Linked DNA regions of Mus musculus: region 1 is linked to region 2. A link is a contact called in public ChIA-PET data. All regions are on one chromosome and are shown on one strand. Each heading gives the region's core, a stretch centred on a gene start, on an enhancer-like site or on the middle of the called end of the contact. The rest is flanking DNA. Distances are from core to core; before and after follow the strand shown.

Region 1 (3,185 bases), core at 526-3,025, 94 kb after region 2:
CACAAAGCAGAGAATTACCAGGGAACGCCTCGGTGGTAGCACTGTCTTTGTTACAGATGGTGCAGGGCCCAGACAGGATGGCAGGTTCTCATTTTGTCCTCGACAGCTCTCATTCAGTGAGAGGCAGAGCCTTCTTGATGTCATCTTAAGCAGCAGCACGATGCCTTTGGTCTTCTGTGACCTTCATCTTCAACCACCAACGGCAGTTCGGCAAGTTCCTCAGTACGATGACCTTTAGATACGAGCAGAGCGGATGAGGCAGGGACGGCCACAGCAGGTTTATATTTGCTCTGGGCTGTCAAGGTCTGCAGGCTTTTCTGAGCAGAAATATGCAGCCACCAAAGGCACCCTGGCCAGAATAGTGGGTCATGCCACCCCTCAGGCTTTGGGAATTTAAGCCACAGATCTGTCAGCATCTCAAGATCCAGAACTGGTCAGATAACCTACTAATCCTCTGATGACGTAGGGATGTATGCTTTATTATTGTTTGGTTTTGAGCTCGGTTTCATACAGCTTGAGTGGCCTCAAACTCACTGCATAGCTAAGGATAACCTTGAACTTATGATCCTCCTGCCTCTACCTCCTGAGTGCTGAGATTCCAGGCATGTGCACACACCCAGTTTGTGTGGTACCGGGGAATCAAAGCCAGGGCCTTGGACATGCTAGGCAAGAACTGTACCCGTGAGGCCACATCTGTAGCCCCAGTGGTGAGTTTTATCTTATTTCTGATGCGTGCTCATGTGTGTATATGTGCACCAGCGCGCCTTGTGTGTGTGAGAACCAGAAGTCAACCTTGGATGTTGTTCCTCAGGAGCTGTCCACCGTGTCCCCCCCACCCCCACTAGAACCTGCAACTTGCTTGATTAGGCTAGCAAGTCCTAGGGATCTGTCTGTCCTTGTCTCTTTAGAGCTGAGAGTACAAACATGTTCCATATGCTCAGCTTTTCATCAAAGCAACTGAGCTATCTATTCAGTGTGCCATCGGTGAAGTTTTAAAACACCTCAGTTGTACTTAGTATCCTGACTCACAGTCAGCAGTTGGGCAACAGGGTGGCAGTTAATTAATAAAACATTCCATAAGCGGGCTAGAGAGATGGCTCAGTGGTTAAGAGCACTGACTGCTTTTCTGGAGGTCCTGAGTTCAAATCACAGCAACCACATGGTGGCTCACAACCATCTGTAATGAGATCTGACGCCCTCTTCTGGTGTGTCTGAAGACAGCTACAGTGTACTTACATAGAATAAATAAATAAATCTTAAAAAAAAACCACAACATTCCATAAGCATGCTCCTTGCAGAGATGTAGCCCTAGCATGTTAGCGGGTTGCAGGAAGAGAGGGTCATGAAGTGCCTTTTATCCATCTCCAGGATGGTGCTGAACTAAGATGGCCCTGAAGGTTGGTGTGGGGGGAAATGAGCATCAGGTACTGCAGCAGGGACAGCTGTGAGCATTGTCGGGGTAGGTACGGCTGCACAGTGAGGCCTGTCAACAAAAGATGGGCCATTGGAAAATGAGTCCCATTGCTCAGACCATCAGCGTACCACCCCAGTCTGTAACTAGACCCTAAGAATTAGTAAGCCTGGCGGAACTAGAAAAGCCTTGGGCTATGTGCCAGGAGACTTATTTCTCAGTTCTGATGATGTGGGCTCACAGATCATCTGCACACACGTACATCCTTTTTACTAGAGTTGTTTGTGTCAGAGCCCGGGCTCCATCAGCCTTGAATCAAGTCTGTATCACTCTTCCTCAATAGGCCAATGAGATCGACACAGAATGCTGAAAAGCAGAAAATGGAAATTTGTTTAGTGTGACCACATCAGAACAAGGGAGCAGAGACGGCCAGGGACTCACCGCTGTAGTTTCATTTTTGTTTCTGTGACAAAATACTCCCGTGAAAAGCGGTTTAAGGGTTTGCATCGGTTTACAATTTCAGGTCATAGTCCTCTGTTGTGGGGAAATTGAGAGTCCATAGTCTGAAGTAGAAAGAAACGGAAACATGCATGTTCATTTGCTGGCTTGTGCTCAGCTCAATGTATGTACTCTTTTACTGTTTGGGACTCCCTACCTAGGGAATGATGTCTTCCATAGTGGACTGGGAACTCTTATATAAGTTATCTTAATTAAGGCACGGCCCATCCACAGACATGCCTACAAGCCAATCCAAAGTATGGATCCTAGACGGTCCCTCATCCAGACTCTTCCCAGATGATTCTACGTTATATCAAGTTGAGAGTAAAAGCTAAATCACATTTCTCAAATCCATCTTCAGGGTCCTGATCCAGATAAAAAGCAAGAAACATGTATTGCTAAGCAGTCCCACCAATATTGTCTCAGTTCTGATCTCTCACACAAGATGGTTGAAAAGCTGTCAGAATTATATAAAAATCTCCTGCTGAGAGGCAAGTGTCTCTCTGGATGGCACCAGGTTTCAGCCTATCTTCTTCCAGTACGGGATCCTTGGGGCCAATCTTTTTGTTGTTGTTGTTTTGTTTTTGTTTTTCAAGACAGGGTTTCTCTGTGTAGCCCTGGCTGTCCTGGAACTCACTCTGTAGACCAGGCTGGCCTCAAACTCAGAAATCCACTTGTCTCTGCCTCCCAAGTGCTGGGATTAAAGACGTACGCCACCACTGCCTGGCTCCTTGGGGCCATTCTACATTCTGGGGGTTCACTGTTCCCGTGGTCTGACAGCCAAAGGGAAAAGTACAAAAGCTTCATTTAAAAAATATCTTTATTCTTGCCAGGATACGAACATTCTGACTTCTGTTTCATTTTTTTTTCTATAAATTATAACACTGCCCTAAGCAAGTTGGGGGGACAGACTTGAACTTACTCTCTCTCTGTCTCTCTCTGTCTCTCTTTCTCTCGTCATTTCTCACCATGGACAAATCAATTTCCTTACCCATGTCTGCCTCTGGGCGTTTGGTAGAGTGGCGGTCAAAGCTCAGTGTAATGTTTCATTGTTCACACCTATTCTCTTGTTCACTGTAGACAGCCGTAGACAGTGCAGGGTGACCTGCAGGACAGCGATGGAAAGCCTTCTAAAACCCGTGCACAAATCCTTTTAATGTTTATAAATGTGTCCATTGTCCCACTTTCTCCGTGTCCTCCCAGGTAAATAACCACTCATAAGCTTGGGTTGTGAAATTCTCAGAGGCAAGCTCATCACCAGATGTGGCCCACAGAG
Region 2 (3,407 bases), core at 403-2,902:
AGAGCAGAATGGGTTGCTAGGTGCCTAACCACAAGATCTATAGCTGTTTGTTCTCAACTGGGCTAGTACTTTTCCACTGAGGCCAAGACTCTGTACCAGTAAGCACTTATGGCTGACAAGGCTGTTAACATTCAAACAAGGTCGCTTCCAACAGTTCACAGTCAACGAGAGAGGGCAGGGAATGACAAGGATTCTAAACCATCTCCCAGTGGAATTTCACTGGAAATCAGATCTGGTTTCCATGACACTGAGGAGAGGTGAGGGGTGGGCAAAGCAGAGGAGACTAGAAATAATATTCAGATTTGTTTTGCCCTGCTGTTCAAGAGGACAGGAGGAGTCTGGCCTGCCATTTCTTTCCTCACACTAATGCCTGGGTTTTCTGAGAGAGAGATCCCTCAACCCAGGGTTAGATGGAAGGAAGCAGGGCAGAAGCAAGCCAGGCATAGGTGCAAGGTGTAGCTTCTCCCAGAGAGAAGAGAAATCACAAAGTCTGAACAAAGGGGAACTGAGCGACAAGGCTGTGTGAGGCCAGCTGCCTCCCTCAGCTCCCAGGTTTGAAACAACAGGTGGTGTGGATAGACACTCCCAGGTGGTATGGAGATAGAGATAGTCAAGCCTGTAGTGATCCTGGGGGAAGTTGCTGGTGATGGGGATGGACGGATCTTGTCCTATCTATTCACTGAGGTGGTGACATTTTCCCTTGCTCTGTCATCACAAAAGGATCTCATCTTCACAGGAGCAAGGGGCATTTCCTTTATCTCTAGGATCTGGTTGTTCTCTGCACCTGTATCCCCCGAGGCCACAGGGCAGCAGAGTTGGGGTTGGATACCTGGTCTGGAGAAAGCGCTGGATGTGTGTAGCCCTGAGTTCAGGTCTCTGTGGGAGCAAGGACCACTGGTGGGAAGACAGCAGTCCTGTCTCTGTCCCAGATCCTTGGCCTGTTGCTCCCAGGCCTGCCTTCTAGGACAAGGTCTTCCTGACTACAAAACTGCTGTGATCTTCTAAGGACAGGGTTGGAGGGAAGGAGATAAGAGAGCTACCAAGGGATGAAAGAGATGCCTTAGATGTCAGGAGCTGCTGTTTCATTCTGTCAAAGATCTTTAATACCCTTCTCAGATGCTCATGCTAAACCCAGTGTGGCTCACAGTGGCTTACGCTGTCTGCAGATCAAGATGTCAAACTCTTAGCTCCTTCCCTAGTACCATGTCTGCCTGTCTGTCACTGTGCTTCTCGCCGTGATGATAATGGACTTGACTTCTGAGATTGTAAGCCAGTCTCAAATACCTGTTTTCTTTTATAAGAGTTGCAGTGGTGATGGTGTCTCTCTACAGCAATAGAAACCCAAACTAGAACAGTGAAGAAGCAAGGGGTAGGAACTGTAGGGAGGCTGTTTTCCATTGGCCTTCAGTTTATGTATCTATTTTGAGTAGAGGCTCTGACTGCCCTTATTCCAGGTGATCACTATGACCGATATGATCAGTAACTTCAAAAGTTGCAGATTATCTTGGGAAGTGCATCTCTTCCATTTCCAGCCCCACTGGACACTGCTTCCTCACCGCATCTTACTAGAACAATTCTTTCTCTACGACTCCAGTTCTTACCCCACAACTCACCCCTCATCCTTCCTGCTAGCGCTTACCATGCTGTTGATACTGTGGGTTACCCCACAACACACCTACCATTTTGCAGCTCAGCTACTCCAACCACTTGGTAAATCAGCCTCAATTTGACAGCTGCCCTCAAGGCAGCCTGTGGGCTCCTGGAGAATCTGCATGGAGCCAGTTTTCAAGAACTTGGAGCATGGGCACATGTGACTCTGGGTTCAGGTGGGCACTGCTGGCATGGACTCACCGTGGGAAAGTTCTAGAAGCCCCACACCCTATGACCTCCCCCATTCTATGGAAATGTTTGGAGAATTAGGAAAGCTTCCTGGTCAGGAAGGGACCTTACAAAAGGACCTTCTAAAGTTTAGCCACGAACTGCAGCCTGCTTCATGTTGACTAACTCGGTGCTAAGCTGGCTCTCTGCTAAGAGAGAGGAAACACGTGGTATGTCATTCAGCAACTCAGCCTGATCTGAATGAGGGTATTATGGAGGCAGCTCTCATAAAACATAGTGCTGTGCTGTATGCAAACCTTCCACTCATTTGCCTAACAGATCGGCCTTGTGTCTCATCACGTGAATGCTGTTCCCATCCCTAGGGGCTGTTCCAGATGCTGTGTGGCCCACATTCAGTCTCAAAACCCTATGTGATAGGCTTCTCATGTCCCTGGTCTTCTCAATTTGTCTCTTTCCATACAAAGACCAGGTAGCTGCAACCTTCCCTTCATGTCCCTTCCAGAATTGTATTGCTCAATGTCTCCAGAAGCTGGCTATCACGTCCACTAGGCATATTAATTCAATTACTTTTGCACACAGGAAACAGAAGGAAGCATCTACGGCTCGTCTCCAGGGTATCAAGTTTTCCAGCAGCAACAGCTAGGACTGTTGAGATCCCTGTGAGGATAGCACATTGATGGGCCAGGATTGACATGGAGGCTAATTTACCCACCAGGGCTCTATTTACAGCTTAAATGAACCATTTATGTGTTAGGTACACAAACAGAGAGAAAGAGAGAGAGACAGAGACAGAGACAGAGAGACAGAGAAAGACAAAGAGACAGAGAAACAGAGAGTCAGAGAGAGGCAGAGACAGACAGAGAGAGACAGAGAAAGAGGCAGAGAAACAGAGAAAGAAAGAGATAGAGAGGGACACACACAGAAGGAGAGGCACAGAGAGAGAGAGATGGAGAGAAAGAGAGAGAGAGAGAATAGACAAATACAGGGAGAGACACAAAGACAGGGAGAGACACAGAGACACAGAGAGATATAGTGAGAGACAAAAGTAGAGACACAGAGACAGAAATGACAAAGAGAGCTACAAAGATGGAGTTTATTTGCAAACTAAAGTCTACATGTGAGAGAAAGCATATATATTTCTCTTTTTCAGTCTGTCTACCCCCCCCTCCCCTCCAGTAATGTAACGGTCTCTGGTTGTATCCATATTTCTTGCAAATAACAACATAAGTTTAAAATAATTATTACTTAAGTTCATGTGTATGAGTCTTTCGCCTGGATGTCTGTGTACCCTGTGCATGCCTGGTGCCCACAGATGTCAGAAGAGGGTCTTGGGTACCCTGGAACTAGAGTTACAAATGGTTGTGAGTCACCATGTCTGTGAACCAGGGTCCTCTGCAAGGACAGCAAGTGCTCCAAGCTGCTCAGCCATCTCTCCAGCTTCCCAAACAGTTTGTTGCAAACAGCATAATTTTGTCTTTGTGGCTACATAAAATTCCACTGTGTATCTATAACATATGTTCTTCATCCATGCATAGGTTAATGGAACACTAGTTTGCTTCCGTGACTTG

The links. ChIA-PET counts read pairs in DNA pulled down with a chosen protein or histone mark.
Region 1: a contact with region 2 is called in an RNA polymerase II ChIA-PET map of memory CD8 T cells, with 26 read pairs. The contact joins two enhancer-like sites. A contact is called at or near these places in 1 of 39 promoter capture datasets (liver), 2 of 484 Hi-C or Micro-C datasets (both in embryonic stem cells), 2 of 115 datasets of contacts at active chromatin or transcription factors (CD8 T cells and memory CD8 T cells) and 3 of 9 other capture datasets (adipose tissue, liver and pancreatic islet).

Annotation. Positions count from the first base shown.
Region 1 is chr9:111,001,641-111,004,825 of GRCm38.p6, forward strand. It overlaps Gm10030 (predicted gene 10030), which reads left to right. Exons shown (of 7, transcript NR_152179.1): 3 at 3,113-3,185. Among named protein-coding and RNA genes, the nearest start is that of Rtp3, 14 kb to the left of the region's middle. Within about 2 kb of position 1,776, at least 20 of the 459 cell types and tissues checked have an H3K27ac peak or open chromatin away from gene starts, as enhancers often do. A contact at or near this core is called in CD8 T cells and memory CD8 T cells, where this site is marked.
Region 2 is chr9:110,907,664-110,911,070 of GRCm38.p6, forward strand. No RefSeq gene overlaps it. Among named protein-coding and RNA genes, the nearest start is that of Fam240a, 7.5 kb to the right of the region's middle. Within about 2 kb of position 1,653, at least 33 of the 459 cell types and tissues checked have an H3K27ac peak or open chromatin away from gene starts, as enhancers often do. A contact at or near this core is called in CD8 T cells and memory CD8 T cells, where this site is marked.